Regions from separate parts of the Bicyclus anynana genome. Here region 1 is linked to region 2. Evidence: chromatin contacts called from public Hi-C data. All regions are on one chromosome and are shown on one strand. The core of a region is the stretch at or near the end of the contact, and the rest is flanking DNA. Distances in the headings are between cores, read along the strand shown. Region 1 holds the start of LOC112052329. Region 2 overlaps LOC112053005 (AP-3 complex subunit sigma-2).

Region 1 (4,278 bases), core at 1,495-3,994, 230 kb before region 2:
CTTATTTATTTTACAAATATCCAGACAATCTTTGCTTTTTATGTATAAATTAGTTAACATTGACCTTATTTACATGTATCATAAAGATCAATATATTCAAACCTAGTCATCATCCCTGGTTTTATTATAAGCAGGTGGTCGACCTGATGGTAAGTGGTGACATATCGTATATAACTAACAGTTCGCTGGGCATGTCTAATGTTTATCAAACTCTATCCAAGGCAAAAACACAATACCTCTTGGAAATTCCAAATACATTTTAAATAATTAATACCTGCTTCGCAGAGTGATAAAGGAAGCCCTACTTACTAGTTTTCAACCTATTAAAATGTCATTATCATCAACATTAACAATAACAACCCATATCCGGCTTACTGCTGAGCACGAGTCTCCTCTCTGAATGAGAGAGGCTAGGTTAGCTCCAGCACGCTGGCCGAATACGAATTGGCAGACTGCATACGTAGAGAATTAAGAAAATTCTCAGGTATGCATTATTCCTTGCGATGTTTTTCCTTGTACTATATGTAAATTACTATACTTCTTATGCACGCCATTGACGATCAATACTTAATTCTCACATTTCTGCAGCACCCACGACTATAACTGATCGTGTACCTGCGTGACTTATGAAACGTCTTCGCTGCCGATTGCGCTGCAGAAACGTGAGAATAATTGACCGTCAATGGCTGACTTTAGTGTTAATAATCACTTCAGTCTAAGGGTTCATTTACACGAGCAGCATATTGCCAACGACAGCTGGCAACTGCTACCGACGACTGCAGTCTACGGCAGTCACAGTTGACGTCGGTTGCAGCAGTCGACTGCCGAGACGTCGGTGATGCAGGCGTCTGCCGTTGACTGCAGTCAACTCGACTGCCTTGGACTGCAGTCGGCGACTGCCTTCGGTTGCCGCCGAGACGTCGTCGACTGCAGTCGTCGGTAGCAGTTGCGGCTTGTGTAAATGCACCCTAACCTACAAAACCTTGCGATGAAGCAATTGTACCTATTATTTACTGTCATTATGTAACAATATAACAAACTAGTGGTTGTTATAAATGAAACTCCATTACCGTTAAACTGCCGTCTGGTGTATCATTATATAAAAGTACCTCCATACGTTAACAGACATACAACATGACATGTACAATCTTATCTATACTAATATTATAAAGCTGAAGAGTTTGTTTGTTTGCTTTAACGCGCTAATCTCAGGAACTACTGGTCCGATTTGAAAAATTCTTTCAGTGTTAGATAGCTTATTTATCGAGGAAGGCTATAGGCTATATATTATCCCCGTATTCCTACGGGAACGGGAACCACGCGGGTAAATCTGTGCGGCATCAGCTAGTGAAAACACTTGTCCTATTTTATACAGAGGCGTGTAGGTACTTCATACATCCATTAAAGTACTGTACATCTAAAGAAATATTTTTCTTAATACTTATTAAGTGTCGATTTGCACAGTTTGGTTGATCTTACTATATAGTGCATACCCTGATCGACAACTTTATGCACGCCACTGCCCACATAGATGCCGTTCCCGTGAGGATACGGAGATGAAATTGACACTCGCAAATAACGTGACTTTCTAGTGGTAAAAGAATTTATAAAGTTCAGTTAGATTCAAAGATTATACCACCCCCTATAAATACCACATACCTACTTTACCTCTTTTTATTATTTGTATACGAGTAGAGAGACCGTGATAGTCCAGTGGATATGACCTCTGCCTCCGATACCAGAGGGTGTGGGTTCGAATCCGGTCCAGGGCATGCAGCAGATGCACATCCTACTTTTCAGTTGTGTGCATTTTAAGAAATTTAATATCACGTGTCTCAAACGGTGAAGGAAAACATCGTGAGGAAACCTGCATACCTGAGAATTCTCTTAATTCTGTACGAGTGTGAAGTCTGCCAATCCCCATTGGGCCAGCGTAGACTAAGGCCTAACCCCTCTCATTCGGAGAGGAGACTCATGCTCAACAGTGAGCTCAATATGAGTTGTTAATGATGATGATGAATATGAGTAGAAGTATAGATTATGCCTCGTTGGTCCTGTAGTTAGACTATGGCTTCGGATTACGAGGTTCTGGGTTCGAGTCTACTATGAAATACTGAGCTTTTCTTTCTTCTAAACAATTTTCAGTTTAAATTGTTAGCCCGATGTTGGCAAGCTGGCTATACACCTATATCTTTAGACGCTATATAATAGTTAGTGACGACTCTATAAGGATGTCTTCTCTTCCTCTGAGGGAGGCCTAGCTTTGTAATAGTTAGTGACGACTCTATAAGGATGTCTTCTCTTCCTCTGAGAGACCCCTGGTCTTGTTACAGTTAGTAACGACTCTATAAGGGTGTCTCCTCTTCCTCCGAGGGAGGAATGGCCTTGTAATAGTTAATAACGACTCTATAAAGGTGTCTCCTCTACCTGGAAGGGAGGCCTGGCCTTGTAATAGTTAGTAACGACTCTATAAGGAGTCTCCTCTGAGACTCGGTCCTCGGCTTAGAGGAGTGTTGCGGATCTAAGCTTCAAATCTATACTAGTTTTATTTGAAACCTATTCATTGTTATCTAATTTCGAAGACTCACCTTTGCCATAATCAAGTGTTTCGTTTATCTTCAACAGGTATCACTTGTTACCGACACTGCAGTATTTTGAATAAAATCGAATTTAAGCCGGTAAAACAGTACACTACTAGCAATACCAAACAAGCGCTCTGTTGTGATCAGAATGATAAAAATAAATTGCTTCTTCAATTCATGATTCGTATCATCAAAGATTAAGTAGCACGCAGTTGTAACATTAGGTATGGATGTTTAAAATAAACTTTAAGCTCTCATTGTATATTGGTTCAATGAATATTTTTTTTTAATTATCCGCAATAAACGTATGATGTGTCTGAGTAGCAATGCCAAAAATATCATAGTAAGTCATATTAGGTACCTAGATAGGTACCTAATATGACTTAGACTTTAGGTAGATACCTAAACTAATTTCTGCTGTTATTCGGTCGATTTTGATGGAAGTACGCAAATTATACATATAGGAAGTAGAATAATAAGAAGCTTCATTCCGAATTTGTCTGATTGTCCTTTAGGACAAAAGCGGAAAGCCTAGGAAAAGTTTGGCTTTTCCACAGTTCTTGATTCCTTGCAGATACCCAGTTGACACCTGCCACCTGTCTTTTTTCGTCCGCCCATCTCTGTTTCGGTCTTCCTCTTCTTTGCATATGACTTGTATACCATTGCATGACCGTTTTTACAAAGTACTTAGAATAGATCTCAGGTAATATTAGTTGTAGGTACCTCAATAATAATATCGAAAATAAATTGATGTTCTGGGTAACAGTTCTGGGTAGGAATGTATCTAACCGAGATTCCTAATTTCGAATATATCAGTTAGTAGGTAGGTACCTACCTACTGGCACGACAGTTGACAGAGAGGTTCTTCGATATTATTCTTTGATCGCTGTACATACCTATAAATGTAGCTCTAAGTACACCTACACCCTACACTACAGAATACAGAAACCTACACAATACGTGCCCACCAAGCCCATAATCATAATCATCACAACAACTTGCTGACATGAAAATGGCACTGCATGACATAAGTGGGCATATTAAATCATTATAGCAAGGATCAATTACCATGTACCCGCTGCAGTGCCTACTCATGAAACTTACATGGAATAGCGATAATTACAAAATAATATAACTTTACAAACTCCGAAACTACGGAATCAATTTTGATTAGAAAGACTGGACTTTATTAAAAAGAATGTATGATTGTTATCTATATTACAAGAATATTAGTAGGTAGATATTGTAATTAGTTATCTCGTCACTTAAAAGTAGGAACTCTACCCTACCTTATATTCAATGTACTCTATGTCGGAACGTATTTTCTAAAATTCCATTCAAATACAATTCCCGCGAAAAAGGAAGGAATTTTACAGTATTCAGAACTCAAAAATAGATGTCGCTTTACAATGTACTTAGTTATTTAAATTCGGTACAGAGGGCACTGAGTGTACTACATCTTTTAGTTCATAGATATTTTTATAGATGGCGATGGCGAATAGGTAAATATTTATACTACTGGACAACAGATGTCACTATTTAATAATATCAAAAATTATTTATTAAAATTATTGCTGTTTTCAGTTTTTTAATAATGGAATTTAGTTTATTAATTGATTAAGGAAATAAAAAAAACATTTGCTAATAAATGTATTTTTTTACTTTAGTTCAAATCGTATACTTTTTCTGCTACTCG
Region 2 (4,106 bases), core at 1,211-3,710:
TTTGATTAATTTATAGTCTAAGCAGACGCCCGAAAGATAAATAGCTTCCCACGGTAAGTTAGATTAATCGGTTAGGTACTTATATATCGATTGTAAAAATGTTCAGTTTTACTGGTATCAAGTAAGATTACAAGGCCCCCTTACGTGTCAAAGCAAAAATTTGTAAAAAAGTAATATCTACAACGTTACTTACTCTGGGTGATGCTTCCCTGGCAAAAAAAAAGCATTTAATAATCTTTAGAAATGACAAAAGTAAAAAAGCAATACTATAAGCTAGAACAAAATCAAAACTAAAGAGATTTTTTGGGATTTGCCGCTCGTCTATAGAGCCTCCAATTAATTTTGATACATGGCCCCTCTAAGGCACGTTAAGCCACTGTTTCATTATTGTATTGTTTCACTGCTGACCTCGAGTCTTCTCTCAGAATGAGAAGGGTTAGGCCAATAGTTCACCACGCTGGCCCAATGCGGATTGGCAGACTTCACACACGCAGAGAATTAAGATAATTCTCTGGTATGCAGGTTTCCTCACGATGTTTTTCCTTCACCGTTTGAGACACGTTATATTTATTTTCTTAAAATGCACAAAACTGAAAACTGAAGGTGCATGACCGGATTCGAATCCACACCCTGCGGAATCGGACGCAGAGATCATATCCACTGGGCTATCACGGCCACTGCCTATAGATATACCTATAGATATAAATATTATTCGCTGCAGTTCAGTACCTAGATATTTTTTTTCTACAAGTTAGCCCTTGACTATAATCTCACCTGATGGTAAGTGATGATGCAATCTAAGATGGAAGCGGGCTAACTTGTTAGGAGGAAGATGAAAATCCACACTCCTTTCGGTTTCTACACGACATTGTTCCGGAACGCTAAATCGCCAAGGATGGTAACTAGCCACCCCACCAGCCAGACCTGCACCAATTACGAAAACCTCAATCGGCCCAGCCGGGGATCGAACCCAGGACCTCTCAAGTAAATCCACCGCGCCACGGAGCTCGTCAGATAAGTAGGTAATATGGTGTCAATAAGGTATGTAACAGCTTTTGCAAAGTGATCTAGTAATCTACTTAATAAATAAACATTGCTCATTATTACCCTGATACAAATTACACTAATACCATAAATCTTGACATAGCTGGGCACCGTTAATCAAATAGTTAACTTCGTTAATCGTTAGTCCGCTACAAAAAAGGTTAGCTTCGTTAAACGTTAAAGCGTTACATGTCGGAAGAATTAACGCAAGTTAAAGTTAATCGTTAATCTGTTAATATGACTGGTTAATATTGCATTTTTATATCATTGTGTGAGATCCCCATTGCAAAAATAAAGGTGAGCACTGGAGAAAAATGCCATAATTTGTTTTTAGTTGATTTTTTCTATAATTTTAACATAAATATAGTAATTTGTTGATTTCTTTGAAAAAAAATCTTTCATAATTTCTTACTTGTCTAAACCTGTTAATCACGTCGCGCGGTAAATAGTAAGCATTGGATTAACGATTAACGGACTTCTGCACATTAACGGAAGTTAACGGGTCCGTTAACATTTTTAAAAGTTAACTTAAAAGTTAATCCGTTAATCAAAATGTTAACTTCGTTAATTAACGATTAACGGATTAACGAGTTAATGCCCAGCTATGAATCTTGATATAGAATATCAACATGCGGGCGGCTGATGGAGATTTTATTTGCTTTTAAAACACATAAACATACCTGTATTATTGTTTAAAGGTAAGTCTATGTGGCTCACGGGGTCCAGGGTTCGAGCCCCGCAGGCTATACGTAACTTTGACGTATGTTAGTTGACTTAAAAGAAATAGAGATTCTATGTGAAATGTCATCCGGTGCCTAGGTACTGACAACTTATTTGACAGTTGAATTGATATTCATTTTATTAGATTGTTAATAAATACCAAATTAATGAATAAGCTAGTCGGTTCGATGTATTTTCATTCCTGGTTCGATTTGTGAATTACGTAGCTTTTGTTACTTCTATGAATTTTTCAGTTAAAATTTTCAGCCCGGAGTGTGGAAATTGGTGGTTTCACACCCCCGTGTCTCGGAGCGTTAAGCCACTTTGTCATTAACAGCTGAAAGTGATTTAAAGAAAAGTCAAAATATTATTATCTTAAGCTCGCCTACCCGCATTAGGTTACCAGCGTGGTGTCTAATAAGTTTCATATTCCCATTCATGTAAGGAGGCCTTGCCTTATAATGGTATAATGGGCCGTCTAAATAGATGAATACATACTCTTTCACTAATGTTTTTATTTTCGAAAATGAATAAATCTCTTTTAAAAATAAAAATATATTTTTATGTACAACCACGCCATCTATTGTGAAGTAGTGAAACAGTTACTGCTGCCATCTGTCAATCAGTAGATAAACTAATATTAAAACAAAGTAAACCTTGAAACCAACCATAACCGTAATAATGTAGTTTAGGAATTCTGTAACAGATGGCGCTAATTTCAGACGTAGTCGCGAGATGGCACTCTAAACCATCGCAGCCTTAACATTTAATCAATACTATTTATTAAATTCATAATTTAATTATTATCTATTTTGAGGTACCTTATTAGTAATAGTTTTCTAAGAAAAAGGATCATAAAACTCATTTTGTTGGCCTGTCTGAATAAATAAATAAATAAAATTTTTAAATTATGCCACATGGACAAACAAAATAAAACAACATATTTTCATATAACATAAAATATATTTCTTATAAACTAAATATTTATAATTATTTATACACGAATATCATAGAATTATAGAAACCTAGACCCCGTGCCTCGGAGAGCACGTAAATCGATCCTGCGCCTAACCAGTGTGCCGGCAACTTGAATAAGGAGAGTGCACCGGTGTTTATGTACACAATTGTGCACTGACACATTTTCCGTATAATTAGACAGGATCAAAATAAGTTATATCGAAATTCGGTTGAGATTATCATTAGAAGCTTAATAAAAAATCCAATCAACATGAAAAAATTGCAATTTTGGAATGTAACATTTTTGTTTTTAATATAAACAATAAAAAAGTAATTAAACTAAACAATACATAGTTTTTACAAATAATTGCAGTTTACATTCATTCTCCTGGAGTCTCGAGTCTCCTCTTAGAATGAGAGGGGTTAGTTAGCCCAATGGACCACCACGCTGACTTCACACACGTAGAGAATTTTAGATTATTTAAATTAATTCCTTGATTCGAAGGGCGTAGGTTCGAATCCGGTCCGGGGCATGCACCTCCAACTCCCTTAAAAAAACTCGAATCTCAGAAATTTGAAATTATTCTCCATAGAAATATATATTGTATTTTCTATATAAACTCTGAATTAGCAAGTATACTTATATTATTTAGTAAGTGAAAATTGCATTGTACATAACAATATAAAGTTTCTGGTGTCAAAATTTTCCTTCATTTCGTTTGGTACTAAACCATGGCTCAAGGGCTGAACAAATCTGGACGAAATTTGTTACAGAAAATAAATTATAGGCTACTTTTTACACCGACATTTTCACAGGAATGGGATCTACGTAAGTAAAACCACGGGGCACAGCTAGATATTAATAATAATATACTAATTAACGTACGTAGGTAATTATTCTATAACTTGGGCAAAATAATTTCGAGATTATTGCAAAATCGTTAATCCTAACATCGCAAAGTAATTTTTTCTTTAAAATTGGTATTTTACAACTTTTGCGGAATACTGCAAAGTATTCGAGTCGAGGTGTATTCCGCATCAAAACAAATGAATAGACTAAAATGTGTTAATGTCCGCTCAGAGATTGCATTTCTGACAAGTCGTGATCGAACGGGACAAACATATTCAATTACAATAGCCACGTTTTTTGTCTCATCACTACAAAGACAAACAGTTGGCATAACCTTGAAACTGCGCAATTCAACAATCTTGTACGCCAGCTCGAAGTTACATTGCCCATTTGATCAAAACCTGTCATAAACGCAATCTCTGAGCGGCTGAACTTTAGTATTGACTCTACAACAGAATTAAAGACTTAGCGGAATTCTGCAAAGAGGATGATACCATTGGCAGCAAAACAGTGATAGACTAAAAAAACGAGTGCG

The links. Hi-C and Micro-C count contacts between places; a contact is called where the count stands out from the background.
Region 1: a contact with region 2 is called in a Hi-C map of whole body, with 7 times the contacts expected there. The contact joins the promoter of LOC112052329 here to the enhancer-like site in region 2. A contact is called at or near these places in 2 of 2 Hi-C or Micro-C datasets (whole body and whole larva).

Annotation. Positions count from the first base shown.
Region 1 is chr18:14,414,428-14,418,705 of ilBicAnyn1.1, reverse strand. LOC112052329 reads right to left here and starts at 2,744. Exons shown (of 18, transcript XM_052887031.1): 1 at 2,589-2,744. The coding sequence starts at 2,597.
Region 2 is chr18:14,187,760-14,191,865 of ilBicAnyn1.1, reverse strand. LOC112053005 (AP-3 complex subunit sigma-2) reads right to left here. Exons shown (of 6, transcript XM_024092261.2): 6 at 2,708-4,106. Among protein-coding and RNA genes, the nearest start is that of LOC112053005, 9.1 kb to the right of the region's middle. Within about 2 kb of position 2,460, at least 1 of the 8 cell types and tissues checked has open chromatin away from gene starts, as enhancers often do.